3 separate regions of the Sus scrofa genome follow, and regions 1 and 2 are each linked to region 3. A link is a contact called in public Hi-C and HiChIP or PLAC-seq data. All regions are on one chromosome and are shown on one strand. Each heading gives the region's core, a stretch centred on a gene start, on an enhancer-like site or on the middle of the called end of the contact. The rest is flanking DNA. Distances are from core to core; before and after follow the strand shown.

Region 1 (4,294 bases), core at 1,444-3,943, 88 kb after region 3:
CGTGTCACAGGTGAGCCCCTCCGGCGCCCTCCCCACCCCGCCCAGACCCCTGAGAGGCCGCCACGGGCCCCCCCCCACCACCACCACGGCCTGTCCCTCCTGGTTCCGGCCAGTGGGGGAGATGCCACCTCCGCTCCTGCGCTGCCCCGAGGGCTGGCAGGGAGGACCTCTGGACGTGATGCCCCTCGGGAGAGGCCCCGGGCGGGTGCAGCCGCGAGCAGACAGAGGCCCAGATGAGGAAAGGCCGGAAAGGAGGGGAGGCAGAGGGGACTGTGGGGGCGTGCCAGGGACCCCAACACTAATAAACAATGGACTCTGCTTCTCTTTTGTCTGAGACTCTGTTGCCGGGATGTGGGGATGTGGGTGGGGGATGTGGGGTGGGGGGTGATGGAGGTGGTGGGCGCACAACCGGGTTTGGCTCTGCCCATGAGACCAGAGGAGGGCTCTGGGCCCCGCTGGGCCGCGGCCTGTGGAGGGAGGATGGGCCTGGGTGAGGACTTCCCTGCAACGGAGGAAAGCGGCCAGGACCCCAAGGGGCAGGGCTCTGAGGGGCCCTCTCACCTTTCACCCTAGCACCGGCCCTGCCCTGCCCGCCCCCTGCTTTTCACACTCTCAAACGGAAGGCTGCCTACCTCCAGTTCTAATCTAAGAAAGTCTGGGGGGGGTCCTTGGTAGTTTAAGAACTGGGCACAAAGACACCGTGGCTTACACAAAAAGCATCTTATACATAGACAAGGGCACAGATGCCAATATGTAAAGCACACACCAGTGCATGTGCATGTGCACACAGGGATTATATATATATAATATGCATATGTACAGTAGTATATATACATGTGACATGGCTGGCATGTCGCAATGACACACAGTGATATCCACACGCTTGGGACATACATATTCAGTAGTACACACAGACAATGATATAAGCACACACGATGTGTGTCACAGAAGAGCATACACATACACACATGGTGACATTTATAAAATAAACACATTGGATCCATACGCAAACACATATAGTGACACATTCAAACATGATAAATATACAATAGAGACATGGTGAAATTATATATCTATCTGGATATATAGATATAAATAAAACCATGTATATCATTACATATTTTCATGACTATGAGACTGTGCCATCATATACTGTATAATGTCATATAATGGCATCCATATACATTTATCATGACACTTGTGTTGTAATTTATACACTCACAACCATTGCCTCACATACACATCACAGCACACGGACACTGTGGCAAGTAGCTATCTCTGCAACGGTGTATATATGGAAACATGCATACCTACATACCCAGTGAGACCCCCAAACATATAATAGAAAACACACACATGTATGTACATACATAAAATAATACTATGCCCCCACATACATAGAGATGAACAGATGTCTATTCTGTGTATGTGTGCTATACATATACATGCATGTAATGGCTTATGTGCATATACCCTGTCCTTAACATCAGTGAGGGAGTTCCCCCTGTGTCTTAGCAGTAACAAACCCGGCTAGTATCCATGCGGAAGTGGGTTCGATCCCTGGCCTCCCTCAGTGGGTTAAGGATCCGGCATTGCTGTGAGCTGTGGTGGAGGTGGCCAGATGTGGCTCTGATCCTGTGTTGCTGTGGCTGTGGCGTAAGTCGGCAGCTGTAGCTCTGATTTGACCCCTAGTCTGGGAATTTCCATATGCCGCCAAGGGCGGCCCTAAAAAGCAAAAAAACCAAAAACCCAAAAAACCCCAAAAGCCAAAAAACATCAGCGACACACATCATGTAGTGGTGTACATATTGATCTGCACATTGATTTAGGGAACGAGGATGTCACGTCTCCTCATGCGCCCTCCTCCCTGCCCCCAACAGTTGGGTCAGCTCTGGCCCAGTTGGAGCACACTGTGGCCTGGTGGTGGTGCTATTCCTCAGGACTGCCACACGGGGGCCCCTGACCTTAGCGGAGACTGGCTTCGGTCTCAGGTACAGAGGCCTCTGGGAGGCCCTTTCCAACATTCATGTCCCTGGGGACTCCATCTAGGCCTCTGCCCCTACATACAGGCTGACTTAAGGTGGGGGAGTTCCACGTCCTTGTCCCCAAGTGCCATTTTCCCATAGCAAAAGGTCTAAGTATAGACAGAAGGTGAGCTCTCTGATAGTTTGGGACAAAGCCAGCCCACCACGCCATGTGGCCTTCCCTGCTGGCTGGAGAAGGTTGACCCCCAAAAGCAACCTGCCAGGAGGAAGCAGAAGCAATTCTCTCAGCCTATTTCCACCTCTGGCTCTTTGCTTCTCTCTCCTTGTTTTCATGATCTTGATTTCTCTCTCTCTTTGTTTCATCTCAAATCCCATCTTTTTTATTCCTGCCATTCACCATGGCTGGATCTCTATCTATCTGTCATACCACCTTCTGTCTCTGTCTCTATCTGGCTTGAGATAAGACTGATGTGGGGCTGTGTGTCTGCAGCCCCCTGCCTCTGTACCCCGGGAGATGTGGAGGTGTATGTGGGAGGGGAGGGGTGGGGGTGGGGTGTCACATGTTGGGGGCATTGGGCCGAGATCCCGCAAGGAACCTGCTCTTCCTTCTGTCCCGACCCTGCCTGCCGGTCCAGCCCACCAGTCCAGCGCCATCACCATGGAAACGAGCAGCCGACTTCCTATTGGTGGGCGGGAGGGGAGGGGGAGGGGAGGGGAGGACTGGCTCTCCCCTGCTCACCCCCCTATTCTGAGGCTCAGCCCTCCTCCGCGCCCACCATCTCGGGGCTCCGGGACTGTAAGGGACCCCTGCAGTCCCCAGAGCTGAGGCCAGAAGGGACAGAGACTATGAGGCAAGCAGCCCACCGACCCAGGCCTCCTTAGGACCAGCCCAGCCACCCAGCAAGCTGGCGAGCAGCAGCGGAGAGAGGAGTAGGAGATAAAGGACCACAGCCGACCTTTGGGGACCATCCCCGGCAGCTCCTGTGGACCCTAGCCAGGCTGAGGGCTCCTGATAGATGGCCAGACTCACAGACGCTGATGGACACACAATGACAGCGATGATGCACACAGCAGCATTGAGATACTCAGATACAACCAGTGACAGCATCACCCACTGCCACAGCCCTGCAATATAGACACCCCCCCACACACACACAGAAACAACTGGTAACTCCGAAACAGGCACAGACAGTGACACGCAGAACCACTACCCCCAACACAAGCGGGGGCATCCATCTGCCAAACACACACACACACACACACACACACACACACGGCAGCACTGACCGGCACAGACAGACCTGGAGACACACGGACACCCTCACCCGGGCACTGCTGTTGGTGGCCTTTGCACATCCTCCCCACCCCCACGGGGACACCCTTGCTCCTCCACACACTCACACACACACGCAGCCACAGCAACAGCAAACACAGCTCGCATACCCCAGCTCCGGCTCTGGCAGCCCAGACTCCTGCAGCCTCCTTTGTGGATGAGGAAGAACTCAGCCAGCCTCGGATGGATGTTCGGTGAAGCCCAGAGCTCAGAAAAGAAAGGCTCTGGCCTGGCAGGACCCTCGCCAGCCCCTCCACCCGGCTGGGTGATGTCCCCTGGCCTGGGTCCTGGGGCCCCTTGGCAGAACCATGGAGCAACTGACACCCCTCCCGCGGCCGGGGGACCCCAGAAACATGGAGCCATGGGCACTGCCCGCCTGGCAGAGCTGGACTCCAGGCCAGGGGGGCGAACCCGGAGGTGCATCCCCAAGCATGGCCGATACTCCGGCAGCTCTGCATGTGGGAGAACTGAGGCCTGAGGAGAGCCCTGAGCCTGAGGGAGCCCGAAGCCCTGGGGCTGTGGGGGGCATTGAGCCCAGAAGAACAGAAACTGGGCTGCCTAGCTCGGGGCCTGGAGCCTTGGGGTCCAGACCCAGCTGCCAGAGGCTGGAGGACGAGGAGCTGGAGGCTTCCCCTAAGGTAAGGGAAGTGGACGGTGGGGGTCTGCGCACTGGGGGCTCTCACCATGCCCTCCAGCTTGGCCATGATTTGCAACTTCGCTGTCTACCTCTCTTCTCCTGTCTCTGTCTGTGGGTCCATCTCTGTGCCTGTCTGTCCTCCCTCCTTTGGGCAGGAATCTCAGTGGCTCCATTTTTTTTTTTTTTTTTTTGGCCATCTGTCTGTCCTTCTGCCTCTCTGCTTCTCTACCTCGAATCCTCTGCCTTCCCCCTCCCTCTGTGAATCTCTGACAGTCTGTCTGTCTGTCTGTGTCTGTCCGTCTTCTCGACAAGTCTCTGTCCTTGGGGGCTGCAGGATCC
Region 2 (4,609 bases), core at 578-3,077, 65 kb after region 3:
AGCCCCTAAACCATGGTCTAGTGAACTCAGGGAAAGAGAAAGCATGACTGGATTCTCACTGCGGTTCCGTTTGTTACCTGTATTGTCATTGTCCTCATTTCAAACTCTCACTGATGACGCTTCACTGACTTTCTCTGTGACTCTGGGCAAATACTCTGTGCCTCACTTTTCCCACCCCTGAAATGGACCCACCTCACAGAGTGAAGTGTGTTCCAAAGTAGAAAGTGTGCAGTGATGGAGAACACCCTAACCCATCAGAGCCCATCGGAACAGGCATGGACGGGCACTGGCAGCACACTGGCCTTGAAGAAGCTCAGTTTCAATTTAGGAGGCCTGGCTGGGAAGATAGACCAGCAGGGCCTGAAACTATCTATCTATTTATTTTTTGTTTTTTTGCCTTTTCTAGGGTCGCTCCTGCGGCATATGGAGGTTCCCAGGCTAGGGGTCTAATCAGAGCTGTAGCCACCGGCCTACACCACAGCCCAGCAACGTGGGATCCGAGCCATGTCTGCGACCTACACCACAGCTCAGGGCAATGCTGGATCCTCGACTCACTGAGCAAGGCCAGGGATCAAACCCCCAACCTCATGGTTCCTAGTCCCATTCGTTAACCACTGCACCACTAAGGGAACTCCTGAAATTATCTATTTATATCCCAAAGCTCCAGTTCACATAAACACAAATGACTGTCCTCTGCCTACACATAGGACTAATGTGAGGATCAAGGGAGCTGGTGCTATGTCGGTAGGAAGAGTTCCACAGGGCCTGGACAGGCCTTTGCTCGCCTCCTGCCTCCTGCCAAAGTGCATTTTCCCTTTCCACTTCTCTGGGAAAGGCTTGGTTTTGTCTCATGCCCAGTTTTTTGGTTTTTCCTGTTTTTTTTTTGTTTTTTTTTTTTTTTTTTTTTTGCTTTTTGGGTCCACCCTCGCCATAGGTTCCCAGGCTAGGGGTCAAATCACAGCTACAGCTGCTGGCCTACACCACTGCCATAGCCACACCAGATCCAAGCTGCGTCTGCGACCTACACCACAGTTCACAGCAACGCAGGATCCTTAACCCACTGAGCAAAGCCAGGGATCGAACCCACAACCTCATGGTTCCTAGTCAGATTCGTTTCTGCTATGCCACGACTGGAACTTCTCTTGCCCAGTTTTGAATCTGAAAGCTTCTTATAAAGTGAAATGAGGGAAAAAAAAAAAAAAAAAAATCTCCTACAGATGATCTGAAGGAAAGGAACTATATAAAAGCTAAAAGATGCACAAAGCATAAATTATCAGCTGGGCCGAGGAAACGTACCAAGAGTTTTTAGAAATAATTGAATATGCATTTTCCGGGTGACAGCTCGCAGACCAGCATTCCCGTGGACGCAAATGGAAACCCAATCACGCTCTGATTGTTAGGAAGGAGCGGGGCGGTCTCTGGATTTCTTTTCGTCTCTGCAGAGATAATCCCAGAGGGAGACAGTGGCCCTACACTTTTAAGAGGGAAGACAAAAAAGAATCTCTGCTGTCATCTGGGATCCTCCAGGGAACCCGCGGGGCGGTGCCAGCCGCCCAGGTCAAATGGCCCGCGCGCCAGGATACCACCCGGGCCGCGGGGAGCCCCCGCGCAGGCGCCAACCGTGCCGCCCCTCCTCCTCGGGCTCCGCCCACAGGCCCAACGGCCGCTGGGCCTCGCCCCGCGCTCCGGCCCAGGTGGCGGGGGCGCGCGCCGGTCCAGGTGACTCTCCGCCGGCCCCGCCTCTAGACGGGAGAAACCATCTCCTGAGGCGGGGGGTGGGGCGGGGCCCGCGGCCTCCCACGCCGGAAGAGGAAGTCTGAGGAACCGGAAGTGCGTGTATTCTGGGCAAATCGCTGTTTACTTCCTGCGAGCGGCAGCTGTGGCTCATTCCGTCGCTGTTCTTCCTTGGAAGAGGATGGCTCTGGAGACAGTGCCGAAGGACCTGCGGCATCTGCGCGCTTGTTTGCTGTGTTCGCTGGTCAAGGTCTGGCGGGGACCTGGTTGTATGGGCGATGGGGGACCAAGCTGGGAGAAAGGGTAGGACAGGGCTCGGGGGGCGGTGAAGAGAAAAGATCCAGGCAGGGGACGTGGGAAGTAGGCCATCGCTTACGTGGATAGGAAGCCAGGCAGGTCGTGCAGCCATGGTCGCGGGCGGTCTCATAAGCCTTTGCAACTTTAGCTCTCAGTACAGGCCTGACCCTTTACAGACGTTCAGTGAACTTCTATTGGAGTTGAAGGACGCCGGCTAAGAGTCAGAGGAGGGTGGGAATTTCCAGCTGAGAGAATAGTGGGAGAAGGTGCCCGACCCCGAGGATACTAGGGAGAGGAATGGGTAAAACGCAGTTGGGAACAAAAGGAGTGTGAGAGTGGAAAAGGGCTATAGGAATGGTGGACGGGGGACTTGATGAGACAGAGCCAACGTAGGGAGCCTCGTGCTTGACCAGGTAGACTTATGAGAAAGCTACTTTTTCTTTTGGCCTTGTTCATGCTCCCCTCTCTCCTTTTTATCTCTCTCCCAGACTATAGACCAGTTTGAATATGATGGTTGTGACAATTGTGATGCATACCTTCAGATGAAAGGTAACCGAGAGATGGTATATGACTGCACCAGCTCTTCCTTTGATGGGTAAGTCCCTTTAGATTACTGCATTATCTCTACCCCATCAAGTAATTGTGGCCAAACTCTTGAGACCTTAATCCTAGTTGGTCTCAAAGTTATTTTGAGACACATGTCTTTGCTATCCAGAACCGTAGCTACTAGACGTGTGTGGCGTTGAGCACTTGAAATGTGGCTAGTCTGGGAGTTCCCGTTGTGGCTCAGTGTGTTGAGAATCCAACTAGTATCCACGAGGATTTGGGTTCGACCCACTTACCCTCGCTCAGTCGGTTAAAGAATCCAGCGTTGCCGCAAGTTGCAGCTTAGGTTGCAGAAAGTGGCTCGGATCTGGTGTTGCTAAGGCTGTGGTATAGTCTGGCAGCTGCAACTCTGATTCAGCCCCTATCCTGGGACCTTCCATATGCTGTGAGTATGGCCCTAAAAAAGAAAAGAAAAAAAGAAAAAAGAAAAAAAAATGTAGCTAGTCCAAATTGAGATATGCTTTACCTGTGATGTAATACTGGATTTCAAAGACTCAGCACAAGAAAAAAAAGTAAAATAATCTTGATTTTTGCATGTGTGTTAGTTACATGCCAAAATAATAATTTGAATATATTGGGTTAAATGAAATTAATTTCATTAATGAAGTTAATTTCACTTTTTCGTCATTACTCCTTTAACGTAGCTACAGAAAATTTAAAATGATTTGTGTGGCTTTCATTATTTTTCCACGGGATAGTTCTTCACTAGACTGTCAGCTCATTATTTGTAGGGACTGTATTTTGTGCACTGAGACATGGCATACAGGACCTGAAAGGTAGTAGGTGCTTAATAAATGTTGACTGCATGAAGAGCCTTTGTGAAAATGAAAGGGTAAATTTTGGCCCCAAAGTTGATGCCTTTAGATATCTTTAAGAGGCGCTTTAGAAAGGTTTTCCCTTGGTGAGATTGTCCCGTGGGGAAAAGGCAGTGAGAGAAATGTACGTTTCAGTTTTCCTTCCCTAAGGTAGGAGCCAGTATTCTTTGGGGGTTAAGAAAGTACTATTAAATTTCTTTCAGTCTCTAGGCTAATTAAGGATTTACATACAGACTGGCCCCAAACCAATACTTGCTAAAGTTCCTTCAAGGTGAGCCAACTTTATTCCTCCTTTGTTTGCCTTTAAGGAAGAGCAAAGGATTGGGCAGAGAAGGTGTCGTCGTGGAACTTTGTACACATGCCTGTGCACACGCAGATACTCCAGTCCTTTGTTCATTTGTTAGAGCCGTACAAATGAATGTACGCCAACAAATGAATGAAGAGACGCCCATCTGTGGCTGCTGTGAGAGACAGCAGGAGTTACCCATGGAGATTCTTTTTTTTTTTTTTTTTTTTTGTCTTTTTGTTGTTGTTGTTGTTGCTATTTCTTGGGCCGCTCCTGCGGCACATGGAGGTTCCCAGGCTAGGGGTTGAATCGGAGCTGTAGCCACCGGCCTACGCCAGAGCCACAGCAACTCGGGATCCGAGCCGCGTCTGCAACCTACACCACAGCTCACGGCAACGCCGGATCGTTAACCCACTGAGCAAGGGCAGGGACAGAACCCGCAACCTCATGGTTCCTAGTCGGATTCGTTAACCACTGCACCACGACGGGAACTCCGAGATTCTTAATAGTAAGAGAGACAGTGAAGTTTTACATGTTAGGGTTTTTTGTTTTTTTGTTTTAATCATAGTCAAATTCACGTTAAAAATTTTTTTTATAATTTTTAAGTGTAGAATTCAATGGTATTAAATATGTTCATGCTTTTCGTGTGACTTGTCACCACCATCCATCTCCAGAACATTTTTCCTCTTCTCATTTCCTCCTCCCCCCAGCCTGTGGCCACCACCATTTTACTTTCTCTGTAAATTTGATTACATCATGCAGTATTTGTCTTTTTGTGGTGGGTTCATTTCATGTAACATAATGCCTTCAAGGTTTATCCATGTTGTAGCAGGTGTCAGACTTTCCTTTTTAAGCTTAATAATATTCCGTT
Region 3 (4,346 bases), core at 650-3,149:
CATCTTATGTAGCGATGGCATCTTTGTGATGTCTCTGTAGAAGCTGTGGTCTGTCAATCTGCCAGAGGATAATTTCTCTTGTTTATCAAATCTGGTGACTTTGTTTGTCAATACTGTGTAAATAAACACCATATATGAGTGAACTAAGCTCTACAGAGCTATTTGATTGGATCCTGAGTAGCTCAAGGTATCCAGACTCATGATAATGTATTATCATCATCCTCAGATCTCAGAGTTTCTTCAAGAGAGGGCAACCACATCTGTATTTTCTTCCTTTCAACTAAGTGTCTGCATTAACTCTTAGGTTTGGGTGTCTTTATTCCTTTGCAAGTGTCAAGCAGGAATAGGTGAGGCAATGTCAATTAGTAGGTTACTTTTTGTTTAAAGATATTTTTACATTAATCCAGATACATGATTATGTGTATTTTGCATTATTTATGCTGTGCTCTTATGTGGCTTATATAAAATAAAAATATAAAACCATAGCAGACCTTGAAAATTTTTCTCCAGAAGAATTAGATCTATTCCTGTTCTTTAGGAAAGGAGCTATAAAAGGTCTATACTTGCATTATGTTCTTAAGGTCTAACCAATAAAGAAAAAGTGCTAAATTAAGAATTTACTTTAGAATTTATCTCTCTGCTCTAGGTGCTATTAGGCCTAAAATGCCAAAACTATCCCCATAAACCATCTTCAAAAATTTCTTTTATTAATTTGTTTTGATTGAAGTATAGTTGATTTTAATGTGTTAATTTCTGGTATGCAGCAAAGTGATATATTTGTGTGTGTGTGTGTGTGTGTGTATGTATTTTAAGGTTTTTTTCCATTATAGTTTAATACAAGATACTGAATATAGTTCCCTGTGCTATACAATAGGACTTCTTTATCCATTCATCTGTCAGTGGCCATTTCGTCTGCTTCTGTGTCTTGGCTGTTGTAAATGGTGCTGCTATGAACATTGAGGTACATGTACCTTTTTGAATTAGACCATAAACCCTCTTCAGGGAAAAAATTCTCAAGGCGAATAGGTCACTCATACTTTCTGCTTTCAGAGGCATTATGTCATTTCATCTTTATTTATTTATTTTGTCTTTTTAGGGCTGCACCCATGGCATATGGAGGTTCCCAGGCTGGGGGTCAAATCAGAGCTGTAGCTTCAATCTACATAGCTGACGGCAATGCTGGATACTTAACTCACTGAGGGAGGCCGGGGATCAAACCTGTGTCCTCATGGTTGCTAATGAGATTCGTTAACCACTGAGCCACCGTAGGAACGCCTGTCATTTCATCTTTACATTAGGCCTACAATACAATTATTATTCTCCACATTTTAAAGGTAATCAATTTGTACAGTTCTTTTGTACAAATTAAAAATTATTTTAAATTTTCTCTTATGTGCTTCTTACCACAATTTTAACTGTGCTTTTTTACCGCAATAAGCTCGTGACATCAATCTTAATCGTTTTTAAGTGTAGTGTTAACTACATTCGCATTGTTGTTCATTTGTACAATTTGGAAAGATTATTGGCAGCAGATCACAAATAAAATGTCTGGCCACAATCACATGTAATTTGGTAAATTTGAAAATTCAGATTTTAAAAACGTATTTATTACTTTATATATTGGAAACTTTTGCATTATTTCTAATGTTCGTGAATGTGGTAATTAGCCAAAAATTACTTTTCTTTTTGCCTGTAGTCTTCTTGTTAATATATTTTACCCCTTTGTATTTATGGCATAGACTTACTTGCAGTCTCATTGAAGGTCCAAGTCTAACCCATAGTATTATTTCACCTCTCAAGGATGTGAGGAGAAAATAACAGATTCCAGACCTCTGACATCACCTAATCTAAAAGCTTGGTACTGGCACAGTTTAGAAAAGAGCTACCGAATTTAAATTTGTAAGGGCTGAAGAAAAGCTATGCATAAAATGGACAGAGTTCTTGCCAGAGTAGCAGACATAAGACAGCAATAAATCAGTAAGAACTATAGCACAAGATCACTTTATTCTGGCTTTGGGCATTTATCCACACTAAAACCCGGAAAGAGCAGAAGTCCCCTTGAACTTATATTTATCAAACCTTGTGTCCATTGTTTTATCTTCTGGGTTTTCTTTTCTTTTTTTTTTTTTTTCCTTCTCTTTAGTTCCTCGTACCGCCAGCTAAGTCTCTTGGGTGCAGAATCTGCTTATGTATCTGTTGGAGGGGCCCTGATTTTCCCGTGGTAGCCTGCTTCCTCAGGGAAAGGTGCTGAGGGTTGAACTAGATGCAGTTTGGCTGTGGCTCAATAGAGGGAGTAGAGGAGCTGAGAGGAAAGCGAGCGCGCAGGAACGTGTCTGGTTAAGTAAGTGTGCGTGCACCGTGCCCCAGCCATCCAGGAGGAGGCGGGGCGGGCTGGGGGTGGCTGCCTCTAGCTGCTCCACCCTCACTTTGTGTCAGCAGGTAGAGAGCGTGATTGCAGTCCCAGGGGAGGGAGTCAGAGCTAGAACACCAATTACAAACCACAGGCTTCCTCCTCTAGGGAGTTGATCCAGAATTGTCTTTCTGGAAGGGAAGCACTCGAATCCTTCCGAACTTTCCAAGTCTATCCATGATACAAAGATATTGCCTTCTCCCTCTGGGATTTTCTGTGTTCCTGGTAGTGAATTGTTGCTGATGTATTTGCTACTTTGCTTCTTTTCTCTTTCAAGATTTGATCATTTTTATATGCTGTTCGGGGAGAAAAAGGACTTTTGTTAGAAAGGAGATTTCAGAAATGGTTTTGGATCCTCCATAAGTGTTTTTAGAGTTCTTGGGGACAGTAGCTCTAACCTTGGAGTAAGTTTCTGCCTTTGACCTGCATGGATTATTTTTTCAGGCTGCGGAATTTCTCGGCAACTACCTGCAGTGTGGGGCACTTGGTTTGGTTGCAGAGTGAGAAGGTGGAAGAATGAGCTGTACTTGGTTAAGCAGTTGAAACCTTATTTTGAGCAGGATCTATAAAAGCATAATTGAATTTGTTTCACCCCCGTGGATTCCAGTGGGCCCGACAGCGCAACAGGTTTGCAGATTTCTTTTGAAATTCTTTTTTTCCCTCCCCTCCCTCTGCCTCAGCAAAAGAAAAAGCATCTGTATAACAGGTTCATGTTCAGTTGCTTGGCTTTTCAGCACTTATTCTGAAGACTTAATAAGATTTTTTAACTTGACCTCTGAGCACAGTGGGCTTTGTGGTTGAAGTGCATTTATATTTACTTAAGGGTGCACATTTTGAAATTTTAGAATAAGATTTTGTTTGTACAAAGACCCAAATTCTCAAGTGTGCCTAGAAATAGCACAGATCTACTCTACTCAGGTTTATTTTTACTTTTTCAGGGTGTTCTACTTAAGCGCCTGTAGACTGATCACCTCCCTACTCCCCTATCTTTTATTCCCCACCCCCTCAAGGAATTTGAAAACGTGTTAGGAATAGCCCTTTGTTTTACTTATGGACCTAGAAAATTACAGATTATAAGATCTGGATAATAAAGTCGTTTGCAAAAGCATCTCATGGGAAATCAAGGTGCTTGGCATTCTCAAGCAGGAGAATAAAAGCCGGAATCCCTAAGAGAGAAAGGAAAATAAAGACAGAAATATGAATTTCAACTGGGAAAAATAATTGGAAAGCTAAGCTGTTCAAATATTCTTCTAATTATGAAAGTTGGAAAAGGTTGTGATGCTCAGGTTTATCCAGTGAATATATGAAGATGTATAAATTACCACCTAATTTATAGGCAAATTTAAATAGAATATTTTAAAAAATCATAGTATATTTAAGTTCCTGAAAAGTATTAGAAGTTCAGTGGGCCTGAAACTTTGGCTATACTGAAATACAGTTGAATGTTGAAACTTTTATAAGTACATGTAGTAGCATCTTTGGACATCTCTCAAGGTGTAGCCTGAAATATTGTCACCTCTCCTTTCCCATTTAACAAAAAAAATTCTCTTGTGATCTTTAGTCTTTTACCATTGACAAAAATTCTCCTGTCATCTATAGTCTTTTACCATTGACAAATTTTACCATTGACAAACCTTTGGTCTTTTACTATTTGACAAAAAACTTAAAAAGACCACTCTTCATTTTCTGAGCTGGAGTTTTTCACTCTTACCTTTGATGCATGGCCTTAGTCGTTTACTTTGCCTTGTTTTGTTCATTAACATTGGGTTTAGTGGCTCCAGAATTTGATGCATATGGAAGACCAGCACCAACAGATTTGACATAATAAAAATTCAAGATGTGACCGTCAACCTCAAGCAAAGTTGGAAATTCCAAAGAGAAGTGGTGATGCCTGTACTAAACAGTGAAGATGGGAGAAAATGACATACCTGAAGCA

Evidence for each region. A called contact is a pair of places that touch in the nucleus more often than the background predicts. HiChIP or PLAC-seq counts read pairs in DNA pulled down with a chosen protein or histone mark.
Region 1: a contact with region 3 is called in an H3K27ac HiChIP or PLAC-seq map of alveolar macrophages. The contact joins the promoter of TSPOAP1 here to the promoter of RNF43 in region 3. A contact is called at or near these places in 4 of 5 promoter capture datasets (fetal liver, liver and skeletal muscle), 19 of 47 Hi-C or Micro-C datasets (alveolar macrophages, blood, fetal heart ventricle and 10 more) and 1 of 2 datasets of contacts at active chromatin or transcription factors (alveolar macrophages).
Region 2: a Hi-C map of liver shows a contact between it and region 3, with 2.9 times the contacts expected there. The contact joins the promoter of SUPT4H1 here to the promoter of RNF43 in region 3. A contact is called at or near these places in 2 of 5 promoter capture datasets (fetal liver and liver), 5 of 47 Hi-C or Micro-C datasets (embryonic fibroblasts, epiblast stem cells, heart right ventricle and 1 more) and 1 of 2 datasets of contacts at active chromatin or transcription factors (alveolar macrophages).

The regions. Positions count from the first base shown.
Region 1 is chr12:34,605,022-34,609,315 of Sscrofa11.1, reverse strand. TSPOAP1 (peripheral-type benzodiazepine receptor-associated protein 1) reads left to right here and starts at 2,693. Exons shown (of 31, transcript XR_002337199.1): 1 at 2,693-3,956.
Region 2 is chr12:34,626,899-34,631,507 of Sscrofa11.1, reverse strand. It overlaps SUPT4H1 (transcription elongation factor SPT4), which reads left to right and starts at 1,827. Exons shown (of 5, transcript XM_003131646.4): 1 at 1,827-1,984; 2 at 2,520-2,626. The coding sequence starts at 1,916.
Region 3 is chr12:34,692,574-34,696,919 of Sscrofa11.1, reverse strand. It overlaps RNF43 (E3 ubiquitin-protein ligase RNF43), which reads left to right and starts at 1,899. Exons shown (of 13, transcript XM_021067274.1): 1 at 1,899-3,037; 2 at 4,183-4,346. It overlaps HSF5 (heat shock factor protein 5), which reads left to right. Exons shown (of 6, transcript XM_003131648.3): 6 at 1-689.